Regions from separate parts of the Arabidopsis thaliana genome. Here region 2 is linked to region 1. The links are chromatin contacts, called in public targeted proximity ligation maps. All regions are on one chromosome and are shown on one strand. The core of a region is the stretch at or near the end of the contact, and the rest is flanking DNA. Distances in the headings are between cores, read along the strand shown. Region 1 holds the start of AT1G10320 (Zinc finger C-x8-C-x5-C-x3-H type family protein). Region 2 holds the start of PP2A-2 (protein phosphatase 2A-2).

Region 1 (7,229 bases), core at 381-2,880:
CCAATAAGCTGTTTACCTACTGTATTTCCTAATTCAGTATTCTCATGAATCTTGCAAGCGCCCAAAAGAGCTCCGAGAACAGAAGCATCAGGCTCGAAGGGCAAACTTTGAATGAAATTGGCTGCGTCAACCAATAGTCCAGCTCTGCCAATGAGATCAACAACGCAACCGTAATGTTCTGATGTTGGAATGATCTTGTACTCGCTACATATAGAAGAGAACAACTGAATACCTAAATCCACAAGTTTAGATCGAGCACAAGCCGTGAGTATTGCAAGTAAAGTGATCCCATTCGGATGCACATAGCTTGATTTCATCATCTCAAACATCTCCAGCGCTTGCTTAGGTCTACCATTGGAGGCAAGAGCTGATATTATCGCATTCCAAGCGCAAACTTTCTTATCACGAATTTGATCAAAAATGGTCAATGCCATCTCCAAGTCACCGGCTTTTCCATACATATCAAGCAAAGCAGTACCCAAAGTTGTAGTAAGAATGATCTCTTTACTCATAACATATCCATGAATCTGCTTCCCCAGTCGAATACCTCCTTGATCAAAATTAGCACATGAAGAAAGTACACTTACGAAAGTAGCCTCGTTAGGTGTTATTACCGCACGCTCATTCTGTATCATCTCACCAAAAACCATTAAAGCTTTGGCGTGTAACCCTTTCTTACTAAACCCGTTGATAACAGTGGTCCAAGAGACCACATCAGTTACAGGCATTCTCTGAAAATACTCGAAAGCATAATCCATCTCTCCGTTTCTTCCACAAGCGTCAAGCAAACTGTTACAAGCTACAACACAAGGGTTTAAAATATCATCAAACATCTTCCTCGAGCTCTCCAAATCACCAACTTCACCATAGAACCGGACAAAAGAAGTCTGAACAAATGGATCCCATAGAAAACCCCGTTTAAGAGCTTGGCCATGTAAGGCAACGCCATAAGAAACAGAGAAAGATGAGCAAGCTGCTTTAATCAGAGAAGGGAAAGTGAGGTTATTTGGTTGGACATGGCTTGCAAGCATATGAGTGAAGAGAGCAAGAGAAGTCTTGTATTCTCCTGTAGTGAGATAGGATCGAATGAGAGTGTTGTAGACGCATTTCGTCTTCCATCTCGAAGCAACCAATGCGTTGCTGGTCAAAAGAACTGTGTGAATCTGCTTAATCTGGTTTGAGGAGTATAAGAAACGTTGGAGAAGATGAAGTGCGTCTTCAAGAGACAAACTGAAACTTGAGAAGGAAGTACAACGCATACAATTTGCACAAAGATTAAGCAATCTACAAAGCAAAACAAAAAGACGAGACCTCGTTGTAGAAGATGGAGAATGATTTTGAATTTCAATGAGAAAGTTACAAATCAAATATCTGAAAGTGGAGAAATTGTCAATCGGCTTGAGCTACAAGAGGATGAAAGTTTTCTGATTTCGAGAGCTCCGGCGAGCAATTTGGAGTCTCCGAGGTCAATAGGTGAACCAACTAGGGGTCTCCGGTTTAGTATGGTTTAATCCATTTTTATTTCGATTTCTTCACTATACCGTTTCGGTTCAAACTAACCGAATTTGCACCCCTAAATTAAATTCTGTTTCCACCACCGTGAAGCCAGAGGTTAACGCTACCGGGAAAAAAATGGAGCAAGCAAACGAAAAGGAAGAAGAAGAGCGACACGAAGAAGCGGCGGGAGAGAAGGAAAGTTTTGAAGAGAGTAAAGAGAAAGCGGCGGAGATGAGTCGTAAGGAGAAGCGAAAAGCGATGAAGAAATTGAAGAGGAAGCAAGTGAGGAAGGAGATTGCGGCGAAGGAGAGGGAGGAAGCGAAGGCTAAGTTAAACGATCCGGCGGAACAGGAGAGATTGAAGGCGATTGAGGAAGAGGATGCGCGGAGGAGAGAAAAGGAGTTGAAGGACTTTGAGGAGAGTGAAAGAGCTTGGAGAGAAGCTATGGAGATCAAGAGGAAGAAAGAGGAGGAAGAGGAAGCGAAGCGGGAAGAGGAAGAGAGGCGTTGGAAGGATCTAGAAGAGTTGAGAAAGCTTGAGGTAGTGTGCTTTGTTGATTGTTGTCAATTTCTTATTCATATCGTGTTAATGCTATATCGAGCTCACTTTTGTGCTTCTCTTGGTAGGCTAGTGGGAATGATGAGTGTGGTGAGGATGAGGATGGTGAATATGAATATATCGAAGAAGGACCTCCAGAAATTATATTCCAGGGAAATGAGATCATTCTCAAAAAGAACAAAGTGAGAGTTCCAAAGAAATCGGTTGTTCAGGTCGATGGACACGAGGTAATTGACCATCATCTAGGTGAACATACCATCTTCAGTGTTTTGATTTTTGTGTAGAGTTCCAATGCGGAGTTTGTTTTGCAGATTTCTGACAGGCCTACTTCAAATCCTCTACCTCCGGGAAGTGAAGCTTCAGCCAATTATCAGAATGTTAGTTCTGCGCAACAGATATTGGAGAGTGTTGCACAAGAAGTACCCAACTTTGGAACTGAGCAGGTGCTTGTTGTATCCCTTGATTGAGATGGTATTAGTTTTATGTATCATTCTTATGTTCCTTTTAGTAATTTGGCTTTGTTTGTTCTCTCATTCTCCAGGATAAAGCTCATTGTCCTTTCCATTTGAAAACTGGAGCTTGTCGGTTTGGCCAGCGTTGCAGCAGAGTTCATTTCTACCCCAATAAATCGTGCACTCTACTTATGAAGAACATGTATAATGGTCCTGGTATTACTTGGGAACAGGATGAGGGGCTTGAGGTCTGTAACCGCTGTCATCTCCTGATGCTAGTATCCTGATAATTATTAGTTCTTCTCTATTACAGTATTACTCTCGGCTTTCATTATCTGAATCAAACTTACTACAGTTCCTCTGCCTCTTTTCTGTTTTGTTTTGTTTTGCTGCGTGCTCTTGAATTTACAGAATTCTGCGGTTTGTTTCTTTATTCTCGTTACTATCTTCTTTAACTTACATCAGACATTGATGGTTTCCCTTCAGTGGAGGTGCATGATTATAACCTGGGCGGGATTGGAGTTGCGGTTCACTTCTTTGTATCCTACCTGATTGATAGATTAGTTATTATGTGATTGCTATCTCGATCACAGAAACTATGGGCCTTTGTATTTGTGCCCTCTCTTGCCTTGATAGCAGTACTAGAGACAAACTTAGTTTAACTTGGTGTTTGTATATTTGTAGCTATAGATTTCTAGAATGTTTTGTCAATTTCCCACTTGTTTGTTGGTGTCTTATATCTTGTTCTTTGAGTGTCTTCTAATTTGCTCGTGGGAGCGACAAATGATTTATCGCAGAATTGCTTGATTTTCCTAAATTAAGAACAGAACAGTGTCTTTTCATGCATGCTGGCTGCTTTGGGCTTGTAGTATCTGAACAGAAACTAATGCAGTTATAATTTAGTAAGGCTGTAGCTATCCTGGTATACTTGATGTTAAAACTAGCATCACCTGCATTATATTTACCTGGCTTCCTTGGTTTTAGTTACTTACTTTAATTTACTCTCTTTCTCTTTTCCCGCCTTCCTTGCAGTATACAGATGAGGAGGCTGAACTCTGTTATGAAGAATTTTATGAAGATGTTCATACAGAGTTCCTAAAGTATGGAGAACTTGTTAATTTCAAGGTCTGTCGATTCTCTTCTGCTCCCTCTCCTCCCTTTCCTTCATTTCCTCTTCCTCCTCTTTTTTTCTTACTTTCCATTATCAGCCATAGATTCATTTTATACCAAATCCGAATGTATGTTCTTGAATCTGCAAGCAACACTAGAGGCTAGCCATTTTGAAAATTAGTGATTCCGGGCATCTTTTATTCACTATCAAATGACCAGCTGTATCTTTGAGAATAAACCTGTTGGTAGATATGTGTTGTCTCCCGACTTTTTGTCCCACCCTTTCTTTTCTCAAAAACAAAATTTCATATCCATTTCAGGTGTGTAGAAATGGCTCATTCCATTTGAAGGGCAATGTATATGTCCACTACAGATCACTAGAATCAGCTATTCTTGCTTACCAGTCCATTAATGGTCGATACTTTGCGGGTAAACAGGTACACTGTTTCTCTGGAGACGTTTACCACTTCCTTTCATTGAAAAATGTGATTAACGATTTCGTCTAGTGGACCTTCCTCTGTAATATTGGCACTAGTTTGTCAGATCTTTGGTAGCACACATCATATTTGCGTCTTCACTATTTGTATCTTCGTGGCATAATGTTGGAGACCCATATCTAGGTTTCAGTTATCTTAGCCTTTGTGTAGGACGTTTTGTCAGAGGTCTCATCTTTCCGATCTGTGGCAGTTTTTGTTAACATCTATTGGTTGAATATAGGTCTTGGTGTATCGTAGAATAGAATGTCAAAGGATTTGTGTTACTTTGCTGATGTGTACTTTGAGGCTTGATTTCTGATACTTTCAGCTTGCTGACATTTATATCCATGATAATTACACATCCTCATCAGGTGAATTGCGAGTTTGTCAACATCTCAAGATGGAAAGTTGCCATATGTGGGGAGTACATGAAGTCCAGGCTTAAAGTATGACTCTTCATCATTTGAGATTCCAACTTCTTGCTTATCTCTAGTTCATGATTTTCATCTACTTTTCAGACTTGTTCTCGTGGATCTGCCTGCAATTTTATCCATTGTTTCCGAAATCCTGGTGGAGACTATGAATGGGCTGACCATGACAGACCACCTCCAAGATTCTGGATTCACAAAATGACCTCTTTATTTGGTTATTCAGATGAAAAGCACATGGAACATGAATCTTCAGGGTCGTTAAATGATTCAATATCAGATCTATCAACAGATTCACACAGGTAGGTTGCTTTATATTTGGAATTCTAACTTTTGAGGATCCTCATCTTTAACTAACTTATCAGCGTATTTCCTACTTAATTTGGTTATGGAGCGTCATGCTCATGTGTTTTGTTTCCATGTCAGGCAACCTTCAAGAAGATCTAGATCGAGGGACCATGATCATGCTAATGTTGGATCTACGCCTTCTTATAGGAGCCGTAAATATCATGGTGATACTCAGGACAGCACTCGTGAAGACAAGCTTCGCAGGCATGCCGAGAACTGTCATGATGGTGATGACAGTCCGAGCAGAGATGGTAGTTTAGAGAGGGAGATGTATAAAGAGCGACGGTATGCTAAGGACACATTGCATCGTGATAGCAGATGGTCTGAACACTCTCCTGGACATCGGGTGGGAAGGAAGAGAATCCATGGGAGGTATTCTGATGATGATTCTGCTGATGGAGATGACTATGGTAGGAGAGGGACGGGTCACAAACGAAAACCCAGAAGAGGGACAGATTCAGGAGTACAAGAACAGATGGACAATGAAAAGGACAGAAAAACCCACAGGAGTTCAAGAAAACACAGCAGGGAAGGGTCATCAGCTGATAAAGAGGAGGGTCATGAACATGATAGGGTTCATACAGTTTCTGACAAGTCGCATAGAGAAAGATCGAAGCATCGACATGAAAGAAGTAGCTCAAGATATTCACACGAGGAAGATTCAACTGAGAGTAGACATCATCAGCACAAAGAATCAGACAAGAAGAGAAGTGTAGAGACTAGTCCCGTAGGATATCAGTCAGATAAAGATAGGGACAGAAGCAAACAGAGACAGAGATACAAGAGCGATGATCCAGAGTCTGATCAAAGCAGGAAAGGAAAACGACAAAGTGAAGAGAATTCAGATAGAGAAACACACAAAGAGAGACGTCATCGCCATAGAAAAAGAAGACGGACACAAAACTCAGACGACCAGAATCCTAAGGAATCAGAGGAAGTGGAAGAAGAGATTGAGCGTTGGAGACCAGTGTGATCTCAGAACGAAACAAAACAAGAGATGTTCTTGTGACTTGTTCTCTCATCTGTAAATATTTTAGTTTGATCTACTTATATATTAAAAGAGATTTTTGGTAAAAATCGAATTGAGTTTTATAACAGTTAAAAAAGTATAATTTGGTAATACACCTTGGCAACATAATAAGAATTTTAATACTAGTTATGCTAAGGTAAATAAATGAAATAAAAAAGTCTGTATGTATACATATTCTTCGCGGCACATTTTGTCATTTTGAGACGAGAGAAAGAGAAGGTAATCGGCCACGATGACGATGGCGACGCCTTTCAGTGGGGCTGCGAACTCTATTGTGGCGGCGAGGACCGTTCTGATAACGGGAGTGAGCAAAGGTCTGGGAAGAGCCCTAGCTCTCGAGCTGGCCAAGAGGGGTCACACTGTGATAGGATGCGCTCGTAGTCAAGAGAAGCTCACCGCTCTTCAATCGGAGCTTTCCTCTTCGACCAATCATCTCCTCCTCACCGCTGATGTGGTAATTGCCGCTCTTCCGACTCCCGTGCTTGATTTCTTCCGTGTTCTGTGTGAAATTTGATGCTAGTTATCTGTAATTAAGAAACTTTCTGGGCGCTGATGATTGATAATATTTTTTGTTCCACAAAAATGTGTGATGTCAAATGAATTGGAAGTTGCCCAAGTTTTGATAAAGATAGTTTTATTGGACTTGGATGAATCGTTGCTTTCCTGGTGAATTTGTTGTTCAGCAACGGCCTAATTTATTTTTCATTTGAGTTCGGTTTTTGAAGTGAGGAAGATTTATGGTCTTATGTTTGCAGAAATCAAACAGCAGTGTCGAAGAAATGGCACACACAATTGTGGAGAAGAAGGGTGTCCCAGATATCATAGGTATATTTACATATTTCTTGACACTTTGCGTCTGAGAGTCTTCAACCTTTGTCTCAAGAAAACAACTTTCAAGTCTCTGCCTTTTGTGCACCTGCTAGTTGTTTTGGATTGTTTTGATTGTTCCTCAAGTGTTTGGTAGCCGTTGTAATATAGGTGCTTTCTTTGCTCTAGGTATATATTTTCATTGGTAGATTGAACCCTGAGATAGACGCTCTACCCCATCTTCAGTTGTTTCTATTGTTGTCATCTAAGAATTCATTTCATTTTTCTCGAGGTTGATATCTGTAAATTGTAGGTTTGATGGTTACATGATCAACATCTCCTGCACATTCTGGGCACATTGCTTCTTTGCATCGTTTTACTGTAAATTTTGAACTCTTAGATGTTGGTATATGCATGTTGCAGTTAACAATGCTGGTACCATCAATAAGAACAGCAAGATTTGGGAAGTCTCTGCTGAAGATTTTGACAATGTCATGGATACAAACGTTAAAGGAGTTGCAAA
Region 2 (7,245 bases), core at 1,842-4,341, 43 kb before region 1:
TGTTTCAGTATCTTCTCTATTTTCATAATCTCGAAAGTATCCTGGCTGACCTTCCCCGACAGGGGAGTCTGCAAAAATTAACATGGACCTCAGAACCGGATACAAACCACTGACTGTTTAAGTCATAAGCAAAGAAAAAACTGATCATGGTCATAGTACTCAAGATGAGGGCACGTTTGAGACATATATCACTTGCTTGCTTATATTAAATTCACTAGGTACTGAAAGACATTTTCACAATCATAAAGCTGAACTATAGAAGAAATGTAACAGGCCATCCAAATATTTACATTCAAGAGAATTACCAGCGGAGCAAGTGACAAGATTCTCATCACCATCTTCTCGTTGATCAGAGTGTCCAGAATAATCCTCAAGCTTACATCGTTGTTTTCTTTTCTGTGGCAGATAAGAGTCTATATCAACATTTCACTCAAAAACTCCCTATATAAATTCTGTATCATAATGGCTAATTTTGATTTTAATTTATAAGACTCTTAAAACAGTGGAGGAAAGGATGTATGGCCATAATGGAGTTTTGTTACCATGAACATCTATTAAAACCTTACTAACTGCAAAAATTATATCCTTTAATAAAGATGAATAAGAGTAACCTTATCAGAATGCATGGCAGTAGTTGCAGTGCCCTTGTGACGCGGTACTGCATTCTTTGTCGAGGGAGCTGATTCTGGACAATTAGGTAAGAAATTAACGAACTCCATAAGCAGATCTTCATGACCCTTGAATAACATAGTAACCTACACCAACAGATGATATCAGAGAAATACACTAAAAACTGTGACTCTAACAAATAAAATGTGAAGCAGAAAATCAGAAGAATTAACACTCTGTGCAGTAATAAAAAAACATACCTCTTCGTAGACCTCAGAGATGGACTTTTTCTCCTTTCTATACAAGTTCAAGATGTCTAGAAACCGTTTATACGCATGTTCATCATCTCCAAACCTCGTCTGCAAAAGTAGAAACCCCAGTAAACCTTAACTGATATAAATCATCATTACCTTAGTATGCCATTTAGTACCATATTACATCCATACCTTAATCTTGGTGACGAAACCGATAGCGTCTTTGAAATCCACCCGGATCTTAGGCTTCTCTTCCTCTGGCAGAAGGGTTATTTTATACCCTTTGGGCAAGAAAGTATTAAAACCCAAAAGTAGGTCCCTGTAACCCTTGAACAACACTTTAATCCTTTCTATGACACCATTAGTGTCGATTCTGCAACCAAGATAAGACACCATGAGTATACGCAGTTCACAATGTGACATCCACAATACAACACATAAGAAAGGCAAAATGAAACTAAACAAGAAGAGAAGCGAAGTAAAAATACGTCTGAGCTTTGAACTCCTTCATGAGCTCCAGGAATGACTCATATTTCTCTTTATTGTCGTGAAAAATATCCTTCACAGCTTTGAGATACGTTAGGGCATCGATGGTTCGAGGTAGCTTGTTTCTGCATAGCACAAACACATGTAACTTTCAAATACTCTTACACATTTCAATTGCATCAAACTACATTGAAGAATATAACTTGTGGACTACCGAACAAATGTAAAATTGAAAAGAACAAACAATAAAAAATTGGGTTTATCGAGTAAGAGAGTTACGTTTCTCCTCGAGACGAAACTTCAGGCTTTCGCTTTTGAGTGTCAGTGTGAACATCTTCTCTAGCTCTCTTCATCTTCAGTCTTCTTCCACTTTCTCCCGCAGACTGATTTCTGGAAGAACAAAAAAAAGAGGCTTTTAAGAAGCCAAACCAAACTAAGAACCGTGGAAATAGTCCAAGCCAAGAGAAATAGCTCGGAATCGTTGTCCCAAGTAATAGATCTCTCATCGGAAAATCTTAAGAGAAATCACAAAAAACGAGGAAAAATTCTGAGCAAGAGATTTTGATTTAAAACCTTTGTAGACCGGATCACGTTACTCAAACGGTGAAGAGAGCTTCTTCGTTCCTTTGTTAGAAGATGAAACTCGGAAAGAAGTCGGAGGATCGGTGGAAACGTTGGCCGCCGGAGTTTTAAAGTAGAGAGATTTAGACGGAAACTTGGCAAAATGAAAAGCAAAAGAAGCTTCCTTTTGGTAGAAAATAGATGATTCAATGGTGAGATTGCTTCTGATTAGGAGCAATCTCTCTGTCTCTCTATGTGTCTCCCTCTCTCGCTGATTTTGGAAGCGGAGGAGGGAAGAGGGTAAGGCAACGGAACGAGGAAGAAGAAGAAAAAGAGAGGAGCTTGTTTTGCTTATATACCCAAAGAAATCTTCATGTCTGTATGTAATCAGAACCTTCGGAGCTAAATGGAAGGTTACGTACGAAATTGGTTTATTTTTCAATTCCAAATCAAACTTACCGGTTTAATATTATGTAAATCAAAAACCAAGTAAAAAGCAGAGTTAGGGTTTTTTTTCTTTCAACTTTCATTACCTATGCGTAAGTGAGGATTTGATTTAAGGTTATAAAAACGAAACATAATATTCCAGTCTATTCAAACTAAATCTGGTTTATTAATATTCGTTTGTAGTAAGTAAAGTATAATATCCTAATTTTACCTAAAAAGCTCGGTCACATTTTCTTACAAGTGGGAAGAATATGCAAGGGAAAAATGTTTGGTCTATGAATTTTCATACTGTGTTAGATGATAAACTTTAATTAGGTTTGATTTGCATCAATTTAATAGCAAAATTAATGGTTCAAAATGTTTTCTAAATATAAATATGTATTGTCAGAGCTATCATCAATGGGCGTTTGGTCTAGTGGTATGATTCTCGCTTAGGGTGCGAGAGGTCCCGAGTTCAATTCTCGGAACGCCCCTTCTTTTATTTTTGTTACCATGGGCCGCTCTACCAGATTCTCCAGGCCCATTTGTTCGACGAGGAACTTGCCTCATAGTCGACGATCATGTCAACATTAAAAACTTAAAAGCAAATTTGTCAAATCTAAAACATAATATGAAAACATTAGTTGACTAATTATAATTACCGGATGAGAGGAGGAGATGATTTGTCCATATATACTTATCGTTTAGACAAGTTCAAATGACAATAGCTCTGCTCCAACTACCCACGTGTAACGGTTCACAATTCAAATCCGATCCGGTTTGGTCTCAATTCTCTCTTTTTTTTTTCATTTTTTTTTTTGATAATTTGACCGAAAACAACTAGAATTAAGTTGAAAACACCAACGAATTTAACAGAAGAAAAAACAACTAAAACTCAAAATTTTATTTTGAACCAAAGAAAAAAAACAATCATAAGTTTTATAACAATTGGCGAGACTAATAAAATTAACACAAAACCGAACCTTAACCGGGTCATAAAACATTTATACTTTGTCTATTTGGACACGACCCACTTTTAGTCTTTAAAAAAAAAAAACGAATATCCATTTTTTCTCAGCCAGGTGAGAGAGAGAGACATCGAACTATCGAAGACCAGAGAAGCTAGGAGGATTTGATCTCTCCGATTCGGATATCTTAGCTCTGGCCGATAGATTCTCCGGCGATTCATCTTCTTTATCCGCCGTAATTTTCGTATATAGGATCGGTGGTGGCTTTTCAAGATGCCGTCGAACGGAGATCTGGACCGTCAGATCGAGCAGCTGATGGAGTGTAAACCGTTATCGGAGGCGGATGTGAGGACGCTTTGCGATCAAGCGAGAGCGATCCTTGTCGAGGAATATAATGTTCAGCCGGTGAAGTGTCCTGTTACCGTTTGCGGCGATATTCACGGCCAGTTTTATGACCTTATTGAGCTCTTTCGTATCGGTGGCAACGCTCCTGATACTAACTACCTCTTCATGGGAGACTATGTAGGTCTGTCTTTCTTCTTCTTTCGATTTTATTTTTGGGGTTTTTACTTTTTTTTCTCATTTTAGATCTGTGTTTTTGGATCATTCCAAAATGGTGAATTCTTGGAAAAGTATCCACCTTTTTATTTATCTAGAGTGAGTTACTTGTGGGTTCTGTTTTTTTTTGGAATGGTAGGTACTGAAACTTCCCAATATAGAGACTTGTTGATGCTCACTTTCATTATTGCACTTCCCTTGAATTCTAGTCTTTAGATCCTTGGAACTTTAACCATTCGTTGGTGTACCATAAGATGGTGACAGCTAGATTTAGTTTAAAAGGAGTGTTGTTGGTTTCTCATTGTCTTGCTTTGTTCTTTGCAGATCGTGGCTACTATTCAGTAGAGACAGTTTCTCTATTGGTGGCACTAAAAGTGCGATACAGGGATAGACTTACAATCTTACGAGGGAATCACGAGAGTCGGCAGATTACTCAAGTGTAAGCTTTTGTTTTGAAATAAGCTTATATTTGAGCGAATCGTACTTTTCTTCATTGGTTTCTGGCTGATCAGCAAAGTACTATCCTGTTTTGATGCATGTTTTGCTTCTCTGTTTCAGCTATGGTTTTTATGACGAATGCTTGAGGAAGTACGGAAATGCTAACGTCTGGAAGTATTTTACAGACCTTTTCGATTATCTTCCTCTTACCGCCCTCATAGAGAGTCAGGTTAGAGCTGTTCTTTCTCAGTTGGTGTTTGATACATCTTTTTCTAAGTACAGCTTTTTGACTTCATCAAATTTTGTAGGTTTTCTGTTTGCATGGAGGGCTTTCACCTTCTCTGGATACTCTTGATAATATCCGAAGCTTGGATCGGATACAGGAGGTAACCTTCTTGTTCTCTGCTAAAGGCCTTAGTGTGGACTTAGTTGGAAGAGTTATGAGTCCTTCCTGGGTCTCAGTGTCTTGTCTCTACTTAAGATACAATTACAAAGAGCACAAACGTTTGGAATTTTTTATGACATCTTATTGTTCAGCTCTTTGAACTATGTATGATGTGTGATCTGTAGGTTCCACACGAAGGACCTATGTGTGATTTATTATGGTCTGATCCTGATGATCGATGTGGATGGGGAATATCTCCACGAGGTGCTGGTTATACATTTGGACAGGATATCGCAGCTCAATTTAATCACAACAATGGACTAAGTCTCATATCAAGAGCGCATCAACTTGTCATGGAAGGTTTTAACTGGTGTCAGGTATGAACATTCTTACGGCATGATTAGTCTCTCTCTCAGATTGAATCGTTGATCTCTCCTTTGTATGGTAACAGGATAAGAATGTGGTGACTGTGTTTAGTGCACCAAACTATTGCTACCGGTGTGGAAACATGGCTGCCATTCTAGAGATAGGAGAGAACATGGAGCAAAACTTCCTCCAGTTCGATCCAGCTCCTCGACAAGTTGAACCTGATACTACTCGGAAGACCCCTGATTATTTTTTGTGATTTCTCTGTTTTTTTTTGTGGTCCCGACCATATATAATTTTTTGAAGTTCCAGTTTTATTGCCTATGTATCATTGTAGATGTGCCCTTTTCTCTTCTTTTTTCTAAGTGGAGTTCGAATTTCCCCTAGAAAAAAAGAAACACATCATTTTTTTCTGTTGTTGAGGTGATTGCTATAAAAAAGTTTGTAGGAGAGGCTTCTATATCTATAAAATTGAGCGTTTGTCTTCTCATTTGTGCCTAAATACCCCAGAATAAAGACTTTGAAAACTAAATGCATTACAAACAAAGACGCCAAACCGAAGATTTCTACATATTTCCAATACTGGCCTAACAAAACTTCCAGTATGGTGTGACAGCCTAAATGTACAACACAACTCATATCTATTTTCTGCTTCTCCTTTCAATTCTTCTTTGATGCTTTGGCTCGTGACCTCATGCTGGCTCTTCTAGCCACATCCCACGCTTTCTGTGGTGCGTATATACCCAGTTGAGAAGCAAAGAACGGTTCATAACCAGGTGAGTCGAAGGCAAAACGAATGTGCTTTGAGATTTCCCGAGGCAATTGGGATATCGCATAGCTTCTCGCTTCTTCTGGTGTGAGCTCATTCGTTATCTCCAGTTGATCTGCATTGCTACTATCCGCCTTATGCATGTGAATCTCTTGAACTATCTGGTGTGAGCTCATTTGTTATCTTCAGTTGATCTCCAAGTACCTTATGTTTTTTTAATGAGTTGCATCTGTGTGACTCTGGAAGAACCATATGAAAGGTAAACTGTGTAGGGATGAAATAGTATAGAGATTTTTGGCCAAAAAGTCTACTGTATATATAAGATTACCGTTTATACTATTTTAATAATGTAATAGCTGAAAATAAAAATATAGTCAGCTATATTATGAAGTTTAGATAGATATTTGGAAATAGTGTTTCTCTCTTTTTATAAAAATATATTTTAATAAAATATATTTTAAATCTGCCACTGGTAATGAATTATGATAGTTACGATAAGTTGGATTTATGTTCTCCATTGGCTAATGAATAGTATATGTTTATTTACTGGGCCCATATAGAATAAATTAAACTAACCTGGGCCTGGGCTATTTTTCTTTTTTTTTGTCGTTAACTAAACTATTAGTTTGACAATTCCGACGACCTAATTTTCCTCTCGTTGACATTGATTTTTTTTCCACAAAGAAGAGATTTTCTGGCGGTCGAAATTCAAAATCGGAGGAAGAAACCAACCAAAAATGGAGATGCTCAAGTTGTCAAAATTCAAATTGCAGCTTCAGTCAATGATCGGAGAAGTGCGAGATCTGCGTGTAAGGAGAAAGAGGTTTCTATACATCTATGGATTGTGTATCTTCTTCGCTCCACCAGTTTCTCTCTTCTTCTTCTTCGTCTTCTTCCACTTTACTACCGGCGTTTTTGCAGGAAAGGGAGCGATCAGTCACAGATCACATTACTCTTGCGAATCAGGTTCTTCGATCAATGTTACTGTTCATAGCTCTCGTTTTTGTTTCGTTTCTGATTCGTAGATGGTGATCATTTTGTTTGGTGCTTTCGCTACAGAAACAGAAGCAAACGGAGGAGGACTGCATCAGGAAAGTGCAGGAGCTTCAAGCTGATTTAGCTTCTTCTAGAGAAACACAGGAGGCACTCGAGAGAAAGGTTTGGAAGATTCTTCTCTTCTGCGAATCTATTTCACATGGAGTTAGTGAAAGTTTCTAATTGATTTTGCAGGTGAGTTATCTTCAGAACGACTATAGTTTGCTGGAAAACAAGCAGAGTGAATTGAAGACAACTATCCAAAATTTGCTTCAATCGCGAGAAAGTTTCTTAAATGCTTACCAGGTGCTTTTCTCATAAAATCTCAATCCTGTCAAAATCTTATACTATATCTAAGGGATAAAAATAGCTTAGAGAATCATCTCCATG

What was found.
Region 2: a contact with region 1 is called in a targeted proximity ligation map of shoot, with 13 read pairs. A contact is called at or near these places in 2 of 26 Hi-C or Micro-C datasets (leaf and root) and 1 of 2 datasets of targeted methods (shoot).

The regions. Positions count from the first base shown.
Region 1 is chr1:3,382,777-3,390,005 of TAIR10.1, reverse strand. It overlaps AT1G10320 (Zinc finger C-x8-C-x5-C-x3-H type family protein), which reads left to right and starts at 1,630. Exons shown (of 9, transcript NM_001331898.1): 1 at 1,630-2,037; 2 at 2,124-2,282; 3 at 2,367-2,498; 4 at 2,597-2,755; 5 at 3,540-3,632; 6 at 3,938-4,054; 7 at 4,465-4,539; 8 at 4,612-4,823; 9 at 4,948-5,888. The coding sequence starts at 1,633. The coding sequence ends at 5,842. It overlaps AT1G10330 (Tetratricopeptide repeat (TPR)-like superfamily protein), which reads right to left and starts at 1,407. Exons shown (of 1, transcript NM_100907.2): 1 at 1-1,407. The coding sequence starts at 1,259. AT1G10310 (NAD(P)-binding Rossmann-fold superfamily protein) reads left to right here and starts at 6,003. Exons shown (of 5, transcript NM_100905.4): 1 at 6,003-6,353; 2 at 6,655-6,724; 3 at 7,130-7,229. The coding sequence starts at 6,132.
Region 2 is chr1:3,426,770-3,434,014 of TAIR10.1, reverse strand. PP2A-2 (protein phosphatase 2A-2) reads left to right here and starts at 3,091. Exons shown (of 7, transcript NM_001331905.1): 1 at 3,091-3,114; 2 at 3,415-3,830; 3 at 4,187-4,301; 4 at 4,421-4,529; 5 at 4,609-4,686; 6 at 4,871-5,062; 7 at 5,137-5,537. The coding sequence starts at 3,578. The coding sequence ends at 5,310. It overlaps SNL6 (paired amphipathic helix Sin3-like protein), which reads right to left and starts at 2,251. Exons shown (of 20, transcript NM_100919.5): 1 at 1,923-2,251; 2 at 1,629-1,739; 3 at 1,352-1,474; 4 at 1,056-1,236; 5 at 870-968; 6 at 612-755; 7 at 306-396; 8 at 1-68. The coding sequence starts at 1,702. AT1G10440 (a tRNA gene) reads left to right here and starts at 2,759; the gene lies at 2,759-2,830. It overlaps AT1G10417 (RUN/FYVE domain protein), which reads left to right and starts at 6,484. Exons shown (of 12, transcript NM_001331902.1): 1 at 6,484-6,629; 2 at 6,742-6,786; 3 at 6,880-6,978; 4 at 7,051-7,161. The coding sequence starts at 6,558. It also overlaps the pseudogene AT1G10419.